Regions from separate parts of the Zea mays genome. Here region 2 is linked to region 1. The links are chromatin contacts, called in public HiChIP or PLAC-seq maps. All regions are on one chromosome and are shown on one strand. Each heading gives the region's core, a stretch centred on a gene start, on an enhancer-like site or on the middle of the called end of the contact. The rest is flanking DNA. Distances are from core to core; before and after follow the strand shown.

Region 1 (4,389 bases), core at 1,024-3,523:
TTCTGGTGTCACAAGGCATGTCAATTCCGCGGTATGATTAGAGTAGAACTTTTCCGTGCCCACGAATGCACAATGTTAATCTGATCCTCTAGTTGGTCTTTATATGATTGTGATATATCTCTGTGTTTGTGCTTTAGCTAAGGACGGCTGGATTAAAGAACATCGAAGCAGGGATTGGCTGTGGAGTTGGTATAGGCCATGGTTTTGGAATAGGTATATGTTGCAGTTATTTCAATTATTTAACTTTGTAAATATGTTTGTCCATGTTCTTATAAGAACTATCACCACTCATCTTCAATTATGGTGCGTTGTCTCTAGTTCAGTTTCTTTTACTTGTTTCCCTGTCAAGTGTGAGCAACAGTGTATACATGCTGGCATGTGGCCTTCTCATCTACTCCTCCTCATTTAAAACTAATTGTTCTTACATAATGGTCCTTTGGTTCATTTTCTGTGCCTCAGTTGTGATTCTGCTCATTCATGTGTGTAGTTAGTTCATCTATCCTTTGAACATTTACAACAAAGAAGTTACTCCAATACCTTTTCATGATAATGGAGGAGGCCTCCTTTTCATTTCTTGCAGCTAGCTTTCCATAAGTTGTGTATGGTCATTTCTTCCACTGCTGCAATGTGTTCAGCTGGTTTTTACCACTTACCTTTTCCTGCACCAAGCTGTGAAGTTATTTCCTGTCAGATGAAGCAAAACTAATAAGTATTTATTCAACTTTCAGGAATTGCATTAAAGCCACGGGTGCTTCATGGAATTCAGTCATCTGTTGGGGTACAAATATGAACTGTAGTTTGCCCCAAATTTTCTCTCTTTCATTTTTCAGTGCATTAACATTGATAGTATTAGTTTCCCCCCTAGGAAATTATGTCTAAATGGACATCAAAGCTAAAAGATACCCCTGAGACGCCGTCTTCGTCAAATCCTATGGTTCATTCTTTGTCTAGCAATGAACAAACTCACAACAGCATGTCGATGGATCTAGAGGCTAAGGATGCAGAAAGTAATTTGAACCAAACTTCAAGTTATGAAATGTCAAAAGTGCAATCTACTCAGCCGGAAGCATTGACTGTAAGTCGAACCAAAAAGGTCATTGCCAATTTTCTACAGGATCCACTGTTCCAGAATGATACAAAGGTGGACTTCAGAGATGCCGTACGCACGAAAACATTCTTAAATGTATTATTTGTCCCATTGTAGCTTCAGCTATGACTTTTGCTGCTCAAGTAGAATGAACGATTCTCTCTTTACTCATTTTACAGCCTGGAAATTTGCATGGAATGGATAGTGTACTTCAGTTGGTGAGTTCAGTCACACTTATAATGTTTGCTTGGCAATTCCATTCATTATTCTTGTGTTAGACGTGTTTTACTCATTCATCCCAAGTTTAGCATAAAATGTTCTGCCTCAATTCCTTTAGCTACTAAAAGTTCTCACTACATGTAGGGAGACAGTAGAGAACTACTTGGTGATTGGTTATTCTTTTTGGTCATATTGTATTTCTGTGAAGAATAGCTCACAATTGATTGTCTTCCTACCAAAATGCAAGCCTACTAACCGGTTCTGCATTTCTTGCACTTCCAGGTACTGAAGCACCAAAAGGTTATTGAGGAACTGCAGGAGGAAAACGAAAATCTGCGTCAGATTCTGATAGAGGAACTTAAGATTTCACCAACCAAATTACAAATAGGTCATAAAAATGGAGTGAAGGCCTACTATCCATGCTCGGACTGCTTTGAATGTCGCCGCAGAAGTCGGAGAACAACCAGATAGCAGTGGGCATTGCCGTTCTTTGGTTGAGCAAAATTTTGGTCGTTTGTTCAGTAGCTTACAGCTGTTGATTTTATTAGAACGATATCCTCTTTGAGAACCTGCAGATGAGCTCTGATTGTTCAGTACAACTGTCATTACTGGTTTTCATTAGCTGTGTGGAGGCAGGGGAGCACTGGCTGGAGCGTTTGCACCCCCCCCCCCCCCCCCCCCCCAAAAAAAAAAATGCATAACTCATTGTTCTTAAGTCTGAATCTACGAAGGACACGGTGCTCTTGTCGCCCTTCGATCCAGATCTACTTATGCACGATTGTACTAATCTTGTAACTGGAGTCATGTGTTACGCAGTGCTGTACCGTATGGTGTATGTATGCTACTCTGTGCAATACCGACGCACAGATTTGAAATAGCAAGGTAGCCATTCAGAGCCGTGTGTGGGCCCCATGTGTAAAACACCCCGATATCGTTCCGCTGCTGCAGTGGTGTGTACACTTGCCGTGTGGGACGTTGCAATTACGAGCCCGAGATGGAAAGCTCGGGCGGGAAACGGGCGCGTCTTCACACCGCGCAGGCATCCGCCGCTCCAAAAAACTTCACTCGCGAACAAATTTTCCCGCCTCCCATTGCCCTCCGATCCACAAAACTCAATAACTCTAAGGACCAAATCGCAAAAGCATATTCCCCTCTTGTGGAACAGAAGAAGCAAGCGAGAGAAGAACACAGCTCCAGGCCAAAACCTCGCCGCCTCGCCGGCCTCCGCCTCAATTCCATGCCTCGCCAATCAGATCCACGCTCCTCGCCCTCTACTATGGACTCCGGCGGGGGGTCCTCAGCGGACATGGAGCTGGCCTGGCACCTTCTCACCGTGCTCATCCGCCTCGGCCGTCCCGCCGCCGCCTCGGAACTCACCGCCGCCGCTACCGTCGCAGCGCCCTCCATCTCGACGCGCGTCGTCAAGCAGATGTGTTGCTTACCTAGGTCACCACTATGGATCTCTGACGACGGCGTCGTGACGCCCTCCGAGACGGCTATCCTGGCGTTTCTGAGGTTCATGGGGTGGGATATCCCGGGGCCTAAGGTGAGCCTGTGGCCTTCGGAGGTGAGGCGGTGGTCGGGAAAGGTGTCCATTAGGTATGAGCGTAAGCGGCAAGGGTCGGATGCAAGGTGCTTCAGCGCGAAGAGGCGCCGACTACTGGCATCGGCCGCAGGTAGTTTAATTTCTTAGAAATGAGATTCACTCTTTCGTGCTGTATGTATGATAGTTCTCGAGGGCTATCCGTTTCTCTGAGCTCATTTCGGGAGCATTTCTGCAGATTTGGTGGAACAAACGGAGCACCAGTCGTGGCAGCTGGTTGCGCAGACCTGTACTACGGCTGCTACTGGAGAGGTATGATGTCTCTTCCCAGTTGTATGCCTGTTCTTTCATGTTCTAAATCAAATATCTCGAATATCCAAATTGCCAACAAATTTTCAATCTAGTCTTATCTGCTTTCATTTGCTTGTAGTTAGTTTGATTGGGCATTTGAAATCATTTCATTTTTGTTTCCCTTTATAGGCCATCTGCGCAAAATAATAGTTCCATAGTGCTTACTGGTTTTTATTAGTAGGCCTGTCACAATTTCGGAGTGGTGTGGTACATCAGTAGAGTAAATGACATGGGAGATAGCTTGAAGTGAATTTTGGGCCTCTCAATCTTCAAGGCATCATTTTCTTTCTTGTTTTTGGTTGACACTAGTTGAGTTGAAATTCATAGTTGTAATGCTCAAATACTAATTGGGACACACATTTTAACAAGGATAATGATGATAAAATTTTTCTGCAGTGTTTTCACATCCATATAAGTTTGTTGTTCACATCTAACATGTTTTGTCATATCCGACTCAGGTACATTTGGAGGTTATGCAAAAGTTGCAGGATAGGCTTCCCAGTCTCGGCACATTTCTCGGTGATCTTCAGCACAAACTTGACCAGCCTCTTAGAGGTGACGATGACTTGGCTATTGGGAACATGTCTTTAGCACTGGTGCCAACAGGTTTTTCAGATTGCCCTTGTTCTGTCAATCTTCCTCCACTGGATGCTGAGAAATTGAGAAACATCAATATGGAAGTTGATGGTAGAAGCAACAAGATTAGTGAATCTGAAACAGTTTCCTTACTTAACAATAGAGTAGAGGATAGTGATGATCTACAAAAAGAGTGTGCCCTTCCCATGGCCAGTCATGATGTTTTAGTTGGAGAATGCAAAAATGGGGCTGATGAATATCTAAATCCTGTTTGCAAAAGTCCTGGCAGTCCGATAGATCATAATATGAAAACGGCTACTAGTATTGAAGCATTTGATATGATTCTCAACCAAGCAGATGCTCTACAATACAATTGCCTAAATGATGGGCATCATCAGAATGCCCCAAGTTGTGTTCAGAAAAAAAATCCACTTCGTGCTAGTGCATATGCAGAAGTTTGCACTGATAAGACAGCACAAATTTTGTTCCAGCCTTCTGTGGTTAACAAAGTTGGATCTATAGCACCTCAAATGATGATAAATGTTCAATCTGAAACATTACCACAAGAAACTACAAGGCAAGATGGCATGAACATGAAGCACCTGAATATTGT
Region 2 (4,389 bases), core at 503-3,002, 260 kb after region 1:
ATGAAGCAACGCCATGGAGAAATCACACATGAGACACCAATTTCTCAAGGAGTTTACTTAATTATATTTTATTTAACTTGAGTATAGGAATCGTCGTACTATCAAGGGGATCCAAAAAGAAGGTTGGTGTTGGTACTAAAGCTCAAAATCCTTGATCTAAAACTTCCATTTTACCCTTGTTAATCCTTAGTGAAAGTATGTAGTACAACCTTTTTAAGTATATCTTGGCCAAAATTGCCCTCTGGAAAATACTGGTTTAGCTGGTTTTCAGGCTGGTTCAGCTGGTATTCAAAAACAGTCAACCGGTTTTTGGACCAGCTCAGCCGGACACTCAGCCGATTTTCAGTCTGGTGGAAACTGGTTCAACCGGTTTTAAAACCGGTTCAACCGGTTTTTGTATTGTTCACTTTTTCTGCCAGTCTGCCGTGTCAGCCAAAAAGTTGTGTGCAGCTTTTTGAAAACCGGTTCAACCGGTTTTGGAACCGGTTCAACCGATTTTTGTGCAGAAAAGTCAAAAACGGCTAGTTTTGGAGCCCCACCTATATATATACTCACTCCTACCTCTCTCCCCCACAGGAGAGCATGACTTGGACTCCATTTCTAACATGAGAGACACCTCCCACTCTCTCACACACACATCTTGCCTCTCACATTTCAAATCTTTGGAGAGAAATCTTTGAGTGAGTTTGAGAGTTGCGGTTTTTGTGCTTCATCTCCAAATCTCTCTTGCTCTTCTTCATTCGAGCTTTGGTACTACATCGAGTTCTTTGTGGATTCATTACTCTTGGAGCTTCTAGCTCCTAGACAACTAGGTGTCGCTTGTGAGTCTCCAAATCTTGTGGAAGACCACAAGAAAGTTTGTATTACCCGTCCGTTTGAGCAAAGATTAGTGTGTGGGCTTGACCTTTGTGGTCGGCAAAGGGAGGATTAGGGTTGAAAGAGACCCGGCTCTTTGTGGGCGCCTCAACGAGGAAGTAGGGCACCTTGGTGGTGTGACCGAACCTCGGGATAAATCTTGTGTCTCTTGTGTTCTTGCTCATTGTGTTTATTTGTGTTCTTCGTTCTCTCACCCTTCCGTGTAAGATTTGTTCATATCTTTTTGGTGTGTGGATTTTGAGAAGTGCCCTTCTTAGATCTACTACTTTGAACCCTGTGGATCAACTTGAACATCTCATTTCCAAAGTTAACTGGGTGGATTTAGAGATAAATTCAGTTTTATATCTCATTCTTTAGTTGAGCTCGTGCAAACCAGTTGAACTGGTTTTGACACCGGTTGAACCGGTTTTACCCAGTTCGTTTCTAGTTTTTGTTGAAAAAGTTTTAACTTGCCTATTCACCCCCCTCTATGCAACTTTCAGTTACATCTATGAATTTTAAGCCTTCTCACATTTAGCAACAACAAAACACTTCATGAATCATTAGCTAAGTTACTTATTCAAGCTAATTACTATTGTATCTTAATCATTATTGCGTAAAATAATGAAGAAACCAAATTTCGGCTCGAGTGCGGGTCACCTGTGGATTGAAATAGAAACCCGCACCTACACCCGTGAAACTTTTAGTCAGGTACAGGTTGCGTCCGCGAGTCAAAATCTTCACCCGTACCTATTGGGTCGGGTATCCATTATGTTTTGGATTTACGGATAAAATTGTCATCCCTAAGGAGCACTTTATTTTTTCTCTGCCACTAAACTTCCGGCCCATCTAACCACGGGCACGAGTTGAGCCCGTGAGAAGCCGAATCGCGAGCCCACCCGGCCAGGGGGCAGATTTCGTGCTCCTCTCCTCCAGTCTCCACCCTCCAGCGCCCTCCACTTGCAGAGGTTCGCGACTCGCGACGCCTCCGCAGCCCCAGCCCCAGCCCCACGCCCCGCGATCCAAACCCTAGCCCCCTCCACCGTACCGCCACCGTCATGGCCGAACCATCCGCCGCCGCCGTCACCGCAGCTGAGGTCGGGGAGGAGTCCGATGCCGCCGCGATGGAGGAGGTCGCGGCGGCCGCGAAGAGGTGGCCGGGGTGGCCCGGGGACAGCGTGTTCCGGCTGGTGGTGCCAGTGCTCAAGGTCGGAAGCATAATCGGGCGGAAGGGCGAGCTCATCAAGCGCCTTGTCGAGGGGACCAAGGCCAGAGTCCGCATCCTCGAGGGCCCCGTCGGCGCCACCGAGCGTATCGTGAGTAGCGCTTTTTTTACTGATGGTTGATGGGTTTATGTCTTCTCTGACGCGAAAGGATGGTAGCAAATTCGAAATATGCTTTATACTATGAATTATTGAGGTTGCTTGGTATTAGGAGCTATTTTTTGTTATTGTTATTTATGTTTTAACTGTCTGAGCTGGCGATAAATGTGAGATACACTCACTGTGTTCTTGGGAAAAAGAAAGTTGGGATGTGCATGATGAGTTCACAAATATCTCAGCGGTGGTGTGGTCTAATTGACTCTCTGCGCTACTGCAAGTGTTTGCTGATTTGGTTATTATCCTAAATAGATAGGACATTATGACGGGAGTGAAAAACAGCTTCTTATGGTTGGAGATTCTGGGCATACTTGCATCGATGTTGTTTCTGTGTGATATTTAGCATGTGCTGTATTTTGTTGTGATGACTGTAAACATCGAAAAAGTTGTATGTATTCAGATGTCAGAATGTTTAATGCTAGTAAAGGAGACAGTTATGTACAGAGGAGGGTATGATTGATGTGAGCCTTCAATATGTTTTTATGCCTATATATGTTGTGCGATACATGTATAGATTTACCATATTGCCATTTGGATTATAATGGTGGATGGTAGCTGTCTTTTTTCTGGCACAATTAAGCTGGGTAACTATCTTCATTGGTTTGTCTCTTGAACAAATTAAAAATCGATATTGTATAGCTCTTTTTTGCTATTCTTGTTTAGCAATATTCTTAATATAGTATCAATGTATCATGTTCTCTTTGGATAATTTCACTGAATCATGGATGTTGGATATTCCAGGTTTTGGTTTCTGGAAAAGAAGATCCAGGCTTGGAGCTATCTCCAGCCATGGATGCTCTCATGAGAGTTTTTAAGCGTGTCATTGGGATAACAGATGGAGCTGCGGAGGGCACTCAGGCTGCTGCTACTCCTGGTGTATGTGCTGCCCGATTGTTGGTTCCTGGAGCTCAGGCAATTAACCTAATTGGGAAGCAAGGTGCCACTATCAAAGCAATCCAGGAGAGCACGGGTGCTACAATACGGGTAATATCAGTAGGTGAGGTGTTTCTCTGGACTGATGTATTGTGTGTTGGTACTTGATACACAGTTAATTTTGTAAATTGGAGTGCTGTTGATCGTGATATCGTCTTGTTGGATTTAATATCTTATCTTCTTCCCCTGCTTCGAATGTAACTGTTGAATTTCTGGCAAGCTTTAGCTTAACACTTACAAAACGGCGTTGTCTCGACATTTTAGCAAGATGGGTGCCATTGTTCTCGAAGTATTAAACATTTCACTGGATTTAACAAATACACGTTATCATTCTTGTCAGAGAACTTCCACGGTTAAAACTGATTTTATATTATTATTATGTTGTTAATGTGGTTAGTAGCCGTACCCTTATTTCAACTGCATGCTTTTAATCTTGCATGATTGGAATAGTTGTATTGAACTCTTGGTAATGGAAGGTAAAACCGCTGACAAGTTATAAAATCAGCATCTCACAGATTATTATGGCATTAGAAAAGTTGTATATTTGAAGTTCTCCTTAACAATGTTTTTTGGGTTATAAATATCTGCAGATGAACATGAGAGACCATTTTATGTAACTGACGATGAAAGGATAGTTGAGATACAGGGCGATACAGAGAAAGTTCTAAAAGCACTGCAAGCTGTTTCTAACCATCTTCGGAAGTTTTTGGTTGACCATAGTGTACTTCCATTATTTGAAAAAACTGTAAGAATGCATTTCAACTTATGGTAAACTTCACTAGTGCACCCTTCGTATCATTTTTGATTTACCATTTTTACTTTTTCTCTCTCTCTCAGAATACTGCAGTGAGCCAAGATCACAATGTTGGTTGGAGTGATATGTCACATCCTTCAATTGGTTCTGCACAAGTGAATCAACCACCTTCAGTGGTAGATGAATATATTCTTCCAGTGAAGAGGGATACTTTGTATCTTGAACGAGAAACTTTGTTAGATCATAACATTCATCGCTCAGGCGTATCACTTTATGGGCGGGATCCAGCCTTGTCAACACTACGACCACCTGGAATACATGGTGCTGGCCCGCTACTTACACAGGTTTGAGTTATCTCTGGCTTTGTTTGAATCTTCATTTCTTTTCATAGGACATTCGGTGAATAAGCACAATTAAATTCTTTATTCCCTGGTTATTGTGCATTTCATACATTGATCCTTTTTACAA

The links. HiChIP or PLAC-seq counts read pairs in DNA pulled down with a chosen protein or histone mark.
Region 2: a contact with region 1 is called in an H3K4me3 HiChIP or PLAC-seq map of leaf, with 4 times the contacts expected there. The contact joins the promoter of LOC100282383 here to the promoter of LOC103638924 in region 1. A contact is called at or near these places in 5 of 25 Hi-C or Micro-C datasets (bundle sheath, ear, leaf and 1 more) and 1 of 3 datasets of contacts at active chromatin or transcription factors (leaf).

What each region holds. Positions count from the first base shown.
Region 1 is chr9:120,269,458-120,273,846 of Zm-B73-REFERENCE-NAM-5.0, forward strand. LOC103638924 (probable serine/threonine-protein kinase cdc7) reads left to right here and starts at 2,274. Exons shown (of 15, transcript XM_008661715.4): 1 at 2,274-2,982; 2 at 3,088-3,161; 3 at 3,659-4,389. The coding sequence starts at 2,301.
Region 2 is chr9:120,532,054-120,536,442 of Zm-B73-REFERENCE-NAM-5.0, forward strand. It overlaps LOC100282383 (nucleic acid binding protein), which reads left to right and starts at 1,753. Exons shown (of 6, transcript NM_001155294.2): 1 at 1,753-2,171; 2 at 2,976-3,231; 3 at 3,758-3,912; 4 at 4,005-4,265. The coding sequence starts at 1,914.